2 separate regions of the Mus musculus genome follow, and region 2 is linked to region 1. The links are chromatin contacts, called in public Hi-C maps. All regions are on one chromosome and are shown on one strand. The core of a region is the stretch at or near the end of the contact, and the rest is flanking DNA. Distances in the headings are between cores, read along the strand shown. Region 1 has its middle 51 kb from the start of 5430440P10Rik. Region 2 has its middle 57 kb from the start of Trim52.

Region 1 (5,664 bases), core at 2,184-4,683:
CTGATTTAGCTTGTCTGCTATGGGGCCTGATAACCTGCAGCTTGAGTGAGCTCTTCATGATGTTGATGCTGCTGGCCCACAGAGCTCAACTGGTATAGAACAGCTCATTCAGTAGAATTTCATTCCAAGGGGAGCAGAGACTAATGTTGACCTTACCCTGCCCCATAATATTAACTTTTAAAAATTTGCTTTTTTTAAATCTTTACATAGGTAGCAGTTTAATATTTTTCGTAATAGTGTCAATTTTCATCTACCAAGAGGAGCCTGGGTAATGCTTGTAATTTACTCATAGCAATTTTGAAAACAGTGAGGCAAAAAGTATGGTCATTTTTGTCCTGAGGTCTACTGCTTCTTTAAATTTCTACTCTATTAATTTTATTATGCACATTTCTTGCTGTAATTCATTCAACAAATCCTTTACTTGAAAAAAAAAGTAGACTATAAAGCAATTCATTCAATTCCATAGTTTTATTCCTCTACCACTGGTTTAAAATAAAAATAAAAAATTTCTAAGTTGAAAGTTAAAGCCATTTGAAAAGGAGAGTATGTTGGATAATCTTAACCATGGGCCCTTTTAAAACCATGAACCAGAAACTCTCTTGTGCAAAAAACAACAGAAGTTTTGTGTTAGAAATATATTGAAAACATTATTGCTGTTTCTCTTCACGTAACTATCATGAAGATCAACTAACAAGTTACTAATGCCATTTGAGAGTGACTGTAATAACGAGGACCGAATGCTAGATGCAAGGCTTTGCTAAGTTATGCAGACTCAAGGGCTGGAATGTCAGTGAGGGTTGTCAAGACATGGCTGGGTTCAAAGGCGAGTGGCTGGTGGACCTCTCCCATTCATGTCGCAGATATCTCTGCTCTATTCACTTTGCTATTATTTCTGCCTTTGTCTTGCTCGGCTTTCATCTTGCATATCAGGAGTCGAAACCCTCATTCTTCTAATTGTGTCTGACATGAAACTGTCAATCTTATCTCTGAGGCCTTTATTGAAATGTTCCAGATGTGTGGGCAGAGTCTAGGCTTGTGGGCGCGACTGGCCCCTGCCGCTTAAATGTCGCTGCGTCCTCTCTTCACCCAGCCTCAAGGGCTGTCCACCAAAGCCATGCATGTAATGGCACTTCAAAGCACCTTTTTGATCTAGCCCTTTATTTTCCTTCTTCAGAAAATGACCAGTATAGTGTGTCATTTTCTCTCACTGCCAGTCAACAAGTCTCCTGTTCCCTCCAGAGCCCTTGGATAACTTCTCCAAGAGAGCTATGCATCTTCAACATACCCAGCTGAGATTTTAGGAAGTCCACTGAGAATGGAAGAGATGATATAATTTTCATCTTCATATATTTCAAATGTGACATTAAAAACATATTTAAAGGGACTATCCTAAAGCATCAGTCATGTGACTATCATTTGGATATTTGAGAATGACCTTTAAGATTTTAGGTCCCTAGGGAGTTTCCTGAGGACTCATATGATGCTTTTCCCCCTTATGACTGTGTTTCCCTTTCTGTTCACTTACAATCTTTATTCTGAGAAGATGTACAGGCCCAATGATTCTCTACTTCGGTTGTAGACTCTTGAATCATTGGGACTGTCTCCACTGTGACCATGGTCAGTGGGACTGTCTCCACTGTGACCATGGTCAGTGGGACTGTCTCCACTGTGACCATGGTCAGTGGGTCTCCACTGTGGCCATGGTCAGTGGGACTGTCTCCACTCTGACTGTGCCCTTGGCTCCTTGTTGTTGATTTTTGGTGCCACACTCTGAAGATGGCATTTCTCCTTCCTTACCTCTAGTTCTATGTGGCTTTAATACCACCAATTTATTCATCCTTGGTGAACATGCTTAAGTCTAAAGTTTGTTGTTTCAGCATCTTTCTCCTACCTTTGACTGACAGTAAGTCAGTAAGGTGCATACTAGACAGAACTGGATATCTGTGTAGATAAGCAGAACAACACAAACTTTTGTTAACTGTGGCTCCCTATCGCTTTAAAGATTCTATTTGTGTAAGTTTTATGTATGTTGCTCATTTTATTGCTTATTTATCTCCTTTAATGTTCATGTGTGCAGCAGAGGCATGGGCTTGAGTTTGATTTTCTAACTCCTGGAAAGACAGCAACGTCTGCACTCACAGGAAGTGTACGTACATCATTGCTACCCAACAGATGAGAATCTGTCATAAAAGTCTGTTTATTTTGTTCAAGTTATGAAATAAAATAAATATACATTTATCTATTTTGAACAATATTGCTCAATAGTATGAAAGTGAATTACATGTCCCTGGTGAGGGAGGAAGTATTGAATATGAGTGGCCACTGCTTTTTAGTTTAGTGGAATATTAATATAAACATAGAACGGAGCCAAAGAAGCACATGGCCAAGGATGGAGCAGGTACTCAGGGACCTTATTTTAAATGAGGACTCTTCAGGTCTTAGGCTTTCTTTCTCTTCAGATCATAATAAATAGCTGGAACTGCTTGATAATTACATGAAATTTTGATTAGGATGTCTTACTTGTACTTATTAATGAGGTTGAGTGTGGTATCTCAACACATGTATGCAATGCGCTCTGATGGAATCCAGCCCCGCCTCCTTTTCCCTCTTTTTCTTTCTACTCTCTGGTCTTTTACTCTTGTACATTCACAGTGAATTGTTGTTGTTTCCACACATGAGACAGAATGCACAATACTTGTTCTTTTCCAAATTCATTGCTTCTCCTTTATCTATTCATGACCACACACGGGTCTTTTATCCATTTTAAAGGATAGTTAACATAAACATTAGGTGTTATTTAGTATTGTGTTAAGAAATACATTTATACAAATAAAGGCGTAAAAGTTAATTATTGCGTGTGTACACGTGTGTATGTTTAAGTAGGGCATGGGAGGTCAGGGAAAAAGTTGTGGAATTCAATTCCCATCTTTACATAGTTCAGAGGTTCCTCTGCAGGTCACCAAGTGTCTTTACCCCCTGAGCAATCTCCGTGATGTTAGAAAAGCTCTTTATAATAATAATAATTAAAAAAGCATAATTTTAGAGCCAATGTTATATAAGAAAATAGTTTAAAATAGAATAAGTAAATCTCTCCAGATCCTATAGAAAAGACACTTCCAAAGGAATAAACAAGAAGAGAGTTGAATGACGCACTAGTTAAAAAAAAGGAAGCAGTCGGTTTTTTGGGTGGGATGACAGTCTCAGAGGGATTCTTTGTAGGCCTGGGTCTGGAGAGTTTGAGGACAGTGGCTGGATATGGATGGATACTACAGGTTAGATCCCCTTGGGATCTGCAGGTGACAAGGCCATCACCACTCATCTAGGTACTAGGGCTGGGGTCACCAGAACCTTTCACCTTAGGCATATGGAGGTACGCTATACCACAGCTGCATGCCAGCTGTGTGTTTTCTCTGGAACTGAAGCAACATGGCTTTCTGGGGCAGTGACCATTTGACTATGGAGAAGCGTAACCAGCCTAGCAGAGAGGCCCACGTTTCCCTCAGTGTGAAGCTAATGGCATATGTTCCAGGGGCCCTCTTAACCCCTGACAGCAACTGGAATTCTCCACCCAGGAATGGGTGGGTGTTTTAGACAAACAGGCAGAACAGATTTAAAGTTGCTCTTCAATGGCTCTTTAGGTTACAAGGACACCTGTGTTGGCTTGAGCTTGGAGCCTTTGATTCTACCCCAGAGATTCATAAAAGCAAATACCTGTGTCTTTTTCTCTCTGTTTCTCACTCAAAAATAAGGATTTCTGGCCAGAGGATTCTCTAAATTCCAGCTGGAATTGGAATGACCAGCCTAAGATCTTAGCAATTAACTTGACTGTGAAGCTTTCTGCAATAAAAAGACACTCTTGCCTCCCTCCTAATCAGGCTGGAAATATGATAGATTCAGTTAATCTTCACCAGGCAATTTCAGACATTTTAGATCCACTTCTACTGTGTGATTAATTGCTTCAGCATTTGGCAAGTCTGGAACAGGAGAGCTGAGGAGGGCGAGCAGGCTGCAGCTGGCCCGATGTTTGTTACTGCTCAGGCCCGGCCTCTGTTCTTCCTCAACAAAGTGCAGCTGCTTTATGTCTGTCACAATCATTGGGATGACATTTCCGAACTGGTAATTACCAAAAGGATTCCTGTTGATGCCTTTTGGAGCTGCCAATCTTTGGGGTAGCTCTTGGCTCCTTCTGAGGACAGTGTGTCTGTAGTTGGCTTTTTATCTCCCTCTTCACACTTGAACTGAAAGAGAGGTCTGTGTGGAGACTTGTAGCTCGCTCTCTGGTGCTCTTTTCCTTCCCTTCATCCCCAGAGGGAATGTTTAAGAATATCACAGAGACCTTAAAGCCCTCTGCACGAGGTACTGGCTGAGGAGGGAACTGGGGTGGGTGGGGGGAAGGTACCTCAGAAACATCCAGGAAAACTGAAGTGAGTTATAAATGTTTTTATGTTCAGTGGCGCAAAGGCCTTCATTTTCTAAGGCTTAAATGAGACTCTTCCTCAGAATTTGGTGCACATCAAAAGGAAGAATTTAGACAATCCACTGGCTTCAGTAATCCAGGAGAAGTGCTACAGGTTGGGCTATATCTCTTTATGCCATTATAGTCTTTCAAATATCCAGATGCCATTTAGTAGGCAATTTTAGAGGGAAGACAAATAGTGCTTTGGCTTAAGGGCTCTTTGGGAGGGAAACACCATAGGCTGTGCACAGGAATATGTCTGTTCCCTCTTTCCCCTGACAATGATTTCTTGCAGGTGTGATGGGCCAGGCACTGTCTAAAAGCTGAGAATTGGAACAGGACCAAGTGGAGGCTGGAGCGGGAGTGGGAAAAACATTATTTAGAGAGCTTCCAAAATTGCACTTTGAGACACTTTCTCCTTCTGCCTTTCCCTTCCCAATCTCAGGCTTTAAAATGCTAATAACTTACACATGTCCTAATCATCCACACTGTCACAGTTTGATGATAAAATGTCTATTGCCTCCGAGCCCTGGAGACACCAGAATTAATACTCATTGAATAGCGATGAGGTTGAAAACGTGGCACGCAACTATCAGCTAATAAGAAAGTTAGGACAAAGCAGGTATTTAGAATGATAAAGGAAATTTAAAAGGTGTGAAAAATACGGGAAAAGAAAAAAAAACGATTACGGTATGCCTTGGCATGCAGTCAGTTTACGCCTTTGTAAACCCATCACAAGTTAGAATGAAAGTAAATGAAAGAAAGATACTTTCAGTACACACAATAAAACAGCATGGTGTGTGCTCACTGTATGTCACAGATCAGCGTGGCTTCCCCTTGGGATGGCTTGCCAGCCTGGGTGGTTCATGGCCAGAGCATCTTATGTGGGCAGAACATCCCACGTATCCCTGACCCAGGAAGTAAAGTTCCAGGTGTGACATATACATATGTATTGCTTTCATACATAGTAAAGTAAAAAAACAAAACCACACAAGCCTTATCATGAGCTGGGGGGGGGGGGGGACCATCTGTACTTCACATGCAGATTTTGTTGTTTTGGAAGTGAAAACAGGAGGATGGAGAAAGACCAAAGTCCACTGATGGATTCCAGACTCAAGACCAAAGTCCATTGGTTGGTTCCAGGGTCAGGGGTAGGGAGAATGAAGACATGGCCTTTTGTCTGTTTCTAGTGATGAAAACGTAGCTGC
Region 2 (5,664 bases), core at 1,146-3,645, 790 kb after region 1:
GTAAACAAAGAGAACCTGTGTGGCGTGTAAAAGAACTATAACTCCTACAAACTGCCCACAGCTCGGAAAGCAGTTTGCTGAGAAACCTTTTTACAGTAGGCCACGTTGGAGCCATGATAATTAACTAAGCAAAGAATTCAAATTATGCTCAACTGATTTCACCAACTTTCCTCGGGGAGCTGTAATGCTTGGCCTTCTGTATCAGGACACTGTTGAGTCAGTGCCTTCACAATACCATGTAAGCACACAGTATATGACTTATATCTTGTCTATAAACCCTTAAATTCAATATTTCAAATGGTTGGAAATCAGCAGAGAGTCTCTCATAAGTAATAAACACAGTTGAGCATTAACTGTGGAAATATAGAGCCATAGCAAATTCTACTAAGTAAATAGTTATGTCCACACAAAACTACTGATTGAAAAGAAAACTCACCAGTATTTTCTTATAGTAACAATATAATTTTATTAACTAAAATTTTGTACGTTTATGCATAATGTCACCAATAAAACAAAGTACTAGTTCAGCAACGTATTCACAATGAATCTGAGCCTAGTAACCAGTATCTCTGCTTTATTAGGACTCAAGTGTTTTTTTTTTTTTTTAAATCAATTCTGAGAAGGATGTCATTTATGAGTTTCTAGTGTGAATCCCAGGAATCTCTTATCCTTCAATAAACTGGTCTGGGATGTGGGTCAATTTCCATTTAACCAGGTTAAGTTTCTCTGAAAGTTACCTAATATGATCTGGCAAAATGCAATATAAATAGTAAAATACTATGTTAAAAAATAAAAAACATAGACCGTTGTGCCATAGACCGTTGTGTCATAGACCGTTGCTTCCTAAAAGGACACAATAATGTGATTTTTATTATAGTTGGACAATCTATAACACAACCAGTATTATAATCTCCCTGTCCGTCCTATTTTAGTGACTTGTGCTAGCTTATATTTTAGTTTTGAGTCCTTTGTCTTTTACAAAGTTACGGTAAAAAGCTACATTTGGAGGTGGCAGTACGGCTCCCATTGTGAAAGTGCTTGTCACAGTGAGATTTGTAGAACCCAAGTGAAGGTGGACGGAAAGAGCTGACTCTACATGCATGCTGTAGCACCCCTCAGAAACAAGTATTTTGAAAACCCCCGTATTTCTATACGCGATTGTTTTTGGTACATATACAAACGTTTATTTCCACTTTCAGATTCTTTTAAAAGCCGTTTATCTAGTCTTCTATTCTCTCGTCTGTCAGACTTCTGACAGTTCTACTTGTGTCTGGCCGGGATCATTGTGTTTTATTTTAACATCGTTGTCCAGATGATCTCAAACCTTAAAATTACTCCAATATGATATTTCTTTTCATGCTCTGTACTGATGAAGATTGCTAGAAAAGTTTAAGTATCCTATATGTATGCATACTTTTGCAGGTGTCCTGTCTGGCCCTACCTGGAATCATGTAACCACAGGTAAAATGGATACTGCTGCCAAGATCACTGTGTTTGTGAAGTCTGTATGCAGTGCCTACAGGCTTTCCTCTCTCCCTGCACTCCACAGACTCTAACCTTTGCCTCTTAATTCCATTGCTCTTTCCCCCATGTTTATTCCAGGCAGCTCTGCTCATTCTTACCCACTGTCAAAGTAATCTTCAGGAGTTACCATGTTCAAATGGAGTCTATGATATAGTGACTATCCCAAATTTTTATACTTTCCCTGTAGATGCCTCAGAAAGGTGGTATTTTCGGGTTCCATCCTTTTGAGTAGATCCTAGTTGTCCAACAATTCTTCTTGGCTAGTCTAATTCATTTTCTTTTCAGAGTGCAGAAACTAAAAGCACTGCTAGCTTTGTCAAATTCATTCTAGCCTTTTTTTCTTGTAATCAATGACTTAATTACTGGGAATTAAAAATACTTTTTAAATTTTTATATAGAAAGCTAGTTACTGGAGAAAAATTTAATTACTAGAGAAAAATTTATGACAACGTGTATTTTCCATTGGCATTATTTCTGACCTGTCTTGTTTCTTTCTACACATATAAGAAAGCATTTCTCTAGCATGTGTAAAGGTACCCTTCTCTTTTCTCTGTTGTCATTCCAGCCTTCTCTTTAGCCAAAGCTCATTGTGTGTGTGTGAGGTCTTTCCTATTGCTTGTAACACCTATCATCTGTGTCCTATTTATTTATTTAGCCTGGTTTCATGTATCACACACCCCCTTTAAGATGGATTGCTTTCGTTTGTATCATGTTTCCATTTGCTTATGCTATTTGTAGCAATATTCATTGTGCTTTTATTCCATGTTAATTCAGCTGCATAACTCCTTCAGCCTCTTCATCCCTACCAGCAGAATCACTCTCCAATTCCTGTTTTGTCACTAATCAGCTTACAATCCTTTACTGGCTCCCCGGTGCTCTTTAGCTTCCAAACTCCTTTGGCATGACTCACAAGGCTCTTGATCTGGAGCCTGCTGTCTAGTTTTGCTTCCTTTCTGAATACGTGAAAACTGGAATTCTGAACTCTAGCCAGAAAAAGCCACCTTTACCAGTGGCTTTATTTCTCTTGTTCTTGCTCTCAAATCTTAAATATTTTTCCCCCAAGAAATTTTAGCTCTCTTCATTAACTTTTACATGCCAGAGCTTAACTTATATATGACTGCTTGCTGGAAGCCTTACTGTCTTTCTCTTGTTCATCTATGCCCCAACTCTACATATTTCTCAGCTCACAGGATGTTATTTCTCTATCTTATTTACTCCTTCCATTTGCCTGTTTAGTAGTCTGTATGTCTACTATATACTAGCCATAGTTAGGCAGGTAGCTCAATATCTCGAAGGTTCTTCAATCAAATGTGATAAATCAATCAATTGATTATGCAGTTAGTCCATGCAGAATAAATTGCTAAATGGGACTGTAATATTCTCAAGCAATTCTGTAGATCAGTGGTTTCTCAACCTATGGGTAGGAAAAACTGTAATTTTAACGAATCCCCCCCCCCTTTTTTTTTGCTTGTCTCATTTTTTGCCCCTCAAGTAGCCTAATTTTCTCCAATTTTACTTTCATCTAATGTCTGTTAACAAGTGTTCTGATGTGAACTTGGCTTTTGGTAAAGGAACTTATTTGTGGCTTTTGTATTATCTTTTCTTCTCTCCTTACTACATTATGATTCATAACTGCAAACTTACAGTTATGATGTAGTAACAAAAATAATTTTATGGTTGGGAATCACCACAACATGAGGAACTGTATTAAAAGATTGCAACATTAGGAAGGCTGAGAACAACTGCCATAGTTGAAGGGCTTCTTGGAGGGATGTTTTGAGTCACTGTCTTGCTATGTAACCCTATATGGCAGGACTCCTGCCTGACCCTTCTGAAATTACCAGGAAGTAGCAGGGGTCTTTCCTTCAAACTAGGCAGTTAAGCAAGAAATTTTATGAAATAGTAGTATCCTGACAGATTACCTTATCTCCATTTGTTCATACTTTCTCATTTATGCTGGTTCTTTATAGTAGAGTCTGTGTCATCATGGCGCTCCTTGCTGCTTTATTTTCCTTATGAAGTAACCACATCCAAATTTTCCCTTCCTGTCTCCAGCTGTCAGTGTCCACTTCCTGTCTCCAGCTGTCAGTGTCCACTTCCTGTCTCCAGCTGTCTGTCAGTGTCCACTTCCTGTCTCCAGCTGTCAGTGTCCACTTCCTGTCTCCAGCTGTCAGTGTCCACTTCCTGTCTCCAGCTGTCTGTCAGTGTCCACTTCCTGTCTCCAGCTGTCAGTGTCCACTTCCTGTCTCCAGCTGTCAGTGTCCACTTCCTGTCTCCAGCTGTCTGTCAGTGTCCACTTCCTGTCTCCAGCTGTCAGTGTCCACTTCCTGTCTCCAGCTGTCTGTCAGTGTCCACTTCCTGTCTCCAGCTGTCAGTGTCCACTTCCTGTCTCCAGCTGTCTGTCAGTGTACACTTCCTGTCTCTAGCTGTCAGTGTCCACTTCCTGTCTCCAGCTGTCTGTCAGTGTACACTTTCTGTCTCCAGCTGTCTGTCAGTGTCCACTTCCTGTCTCCAGCTGTCAGTGTACACTTTCTGTCTCCAGCTGTCAGTGTACACTTCCTGTCTCCAGTTGTCTGTCAGTGTACACTTCCTGTCTCCAGCTGTCTGTCAGTGTACACTTCCTGTCTCCAGCTGTCTGTCAGTGTACACTTCCTGTCTCCAGCTGTCTGTCAGTATATACTTCCTGTCTCCAGCTGTCAGTGTACACTTCCTGTCTCCAGCTGTCATTGTATACTGCTGTACTGGCTGGTTTTGTGTCAACTTGACACAGCTGGAGTTATCACAGAGAAAGGAGCTTCAGTTGGGGAAATGCCTCCATGAGATCCAGCTGTAAGGCATTTTCTCAATTAGTGATCAAGGGGGAAAGGCCCCTTGTGGGTGGTGCCATCTCTGGGCTGGTAGTCTTGGTTCTATAAGAGAGCAAGCTGAGCAAGCCAGGGGAAGCAGTCAAGCTGGTAAGTAACATCCCTCCATGGCCTCTGCATCAGCTCCTGCTTTCTGACCTGTTTGAGTTCCAGTCCTGACTTCCCTTGGTGATGAACAGCAGCATGGAAGTGTAAGCCGAATAAACCCTTTCCTCCCCAACTTGCTTCTTGGTCATGATGTTTGTGCAGGAATAGAAACTCTGACTAAGACAACTTCTGACCCACTTCTATTTAGCTTATTGCTGAGATTGTGTGGCTGATATTACACATACTTCGATATCAATGCATTGTAGATCAGATAGAACAATAAGTACAAAATTTCTTCTTTGTCTCTGTCCCAAAGGCTGTGTGAACAGTAGTGTCATGAATGCATCCTGTAGTAGATGAATGACAGATATTTTTGGCTCAGAAATTTTAGAAATCTCTTCAGCTAACTTTATAGAAGGATTAGCTATCAATGTAACCTTCTCATTAGAAGTTTCAGGGGAAAGGATAAAAAGAAAAATTATAATTCTAATGAATCCCTTTCTTTTCCCATCTCTTCTTCATGCCTCAAGCAGTCTAATTTTTTTCAAATTTTATTTTCATCTGATGGCAGTTGACAAGTATTCTGAAGCAAGCATGGCTTTTTGGTAAATATTTCTTATTTATGGCTTTTGTATTATCCTTTCTTCTCTCCTTATGTATGTAGTATATGTGTCTAGTAAGTTTCATGGAAATAAAATTATTGTTAAAAATCTTTGCAACCAAGAAATAATTTGTAGAAAAATAAAATCAGCATCAACTATTGATCCATTTTCAGTGTAGTCACTCAAATAGCATTTGGTGACAAAAACTGTGGACGCAGATATTGCCATCCAGTGGAATGTCATTGTAGGATGTATTTTCTCTAGGCTAGGTCCCTCTTCCCGCACGGATATTACAGTTTCACCTACGAAGTGTATGAGATAGTTAATAATTTTCTTTTCCATGTTGGAAACTGGGGAGGTTAACAGTAGCTACTCCAGTTTCTCCTAACAGGGTGTCAGCTCCTTCAGGCCAAAGGGAGTGACTTGCATCATCTTCTTCCCTGCATATGTGCATTTGTGTATGGTAATTTTCAGGAAAAGCATGTGAACTTGAAATACCTGGGAAGGGCTACAAATTTCCTGACCTCTCGTTTAACATTCTTTTCATTGCACTCTTTTGCTTTATAAACAGAGCATTACCAATTGGA

The links. Hi-C and Micro-C count contacts between places; a contact is called where the count stands out from the background.
Region 2: a contact with region 1 is called in a Hi-C map of the N1E-115 cell line, with 10 times the contacts expected there. The contact joins two enhancer-like sites. A contact is called at or near these places in 2 of 484 Hi-C or Micro-C datasets (the N1E-115 cell line and embryonic fibroblasts) and 1 of 115 datasets of contacts at active chromatin or transcription factors (acute myeloid leukemia).

What each region holds. Positions count from the first base shown.
Region 1 is chr14:105,373,883-105,379,546 of GRCm38.p6, forward strand. No RefSeq gene overlaps it. Among named protein-coding and RNA genes, the nearest start is that of 5430440P10Rik, 51 kb to the right of the region's middle. Within about 2 kb of position 3,434, at least 53 of the 459 cell types and tissues checked have an H3K27ac peak or open chromatin away from gene starts, as enhancers often do. A contact at or near this core is called in the N1E-115 cell line, where this site is marked.
Region 2 is chr14:106,160,111-106,165,774 of GRCm38.p6, forward strand. No RefSeq gene overlaps it. Among named protein-coding and RNA genes, the nearest start is that of Trim52, 57 kb to the left of the region's middle. Within about 2 kb of position 2,396, at least 31 of the 459 cell types and tissues checked have an H3K27ac peak or open chromatin away from gene starts, as enhancers often do. A contact at or near this core is called in the N1E-115 cell line, where this site is marked.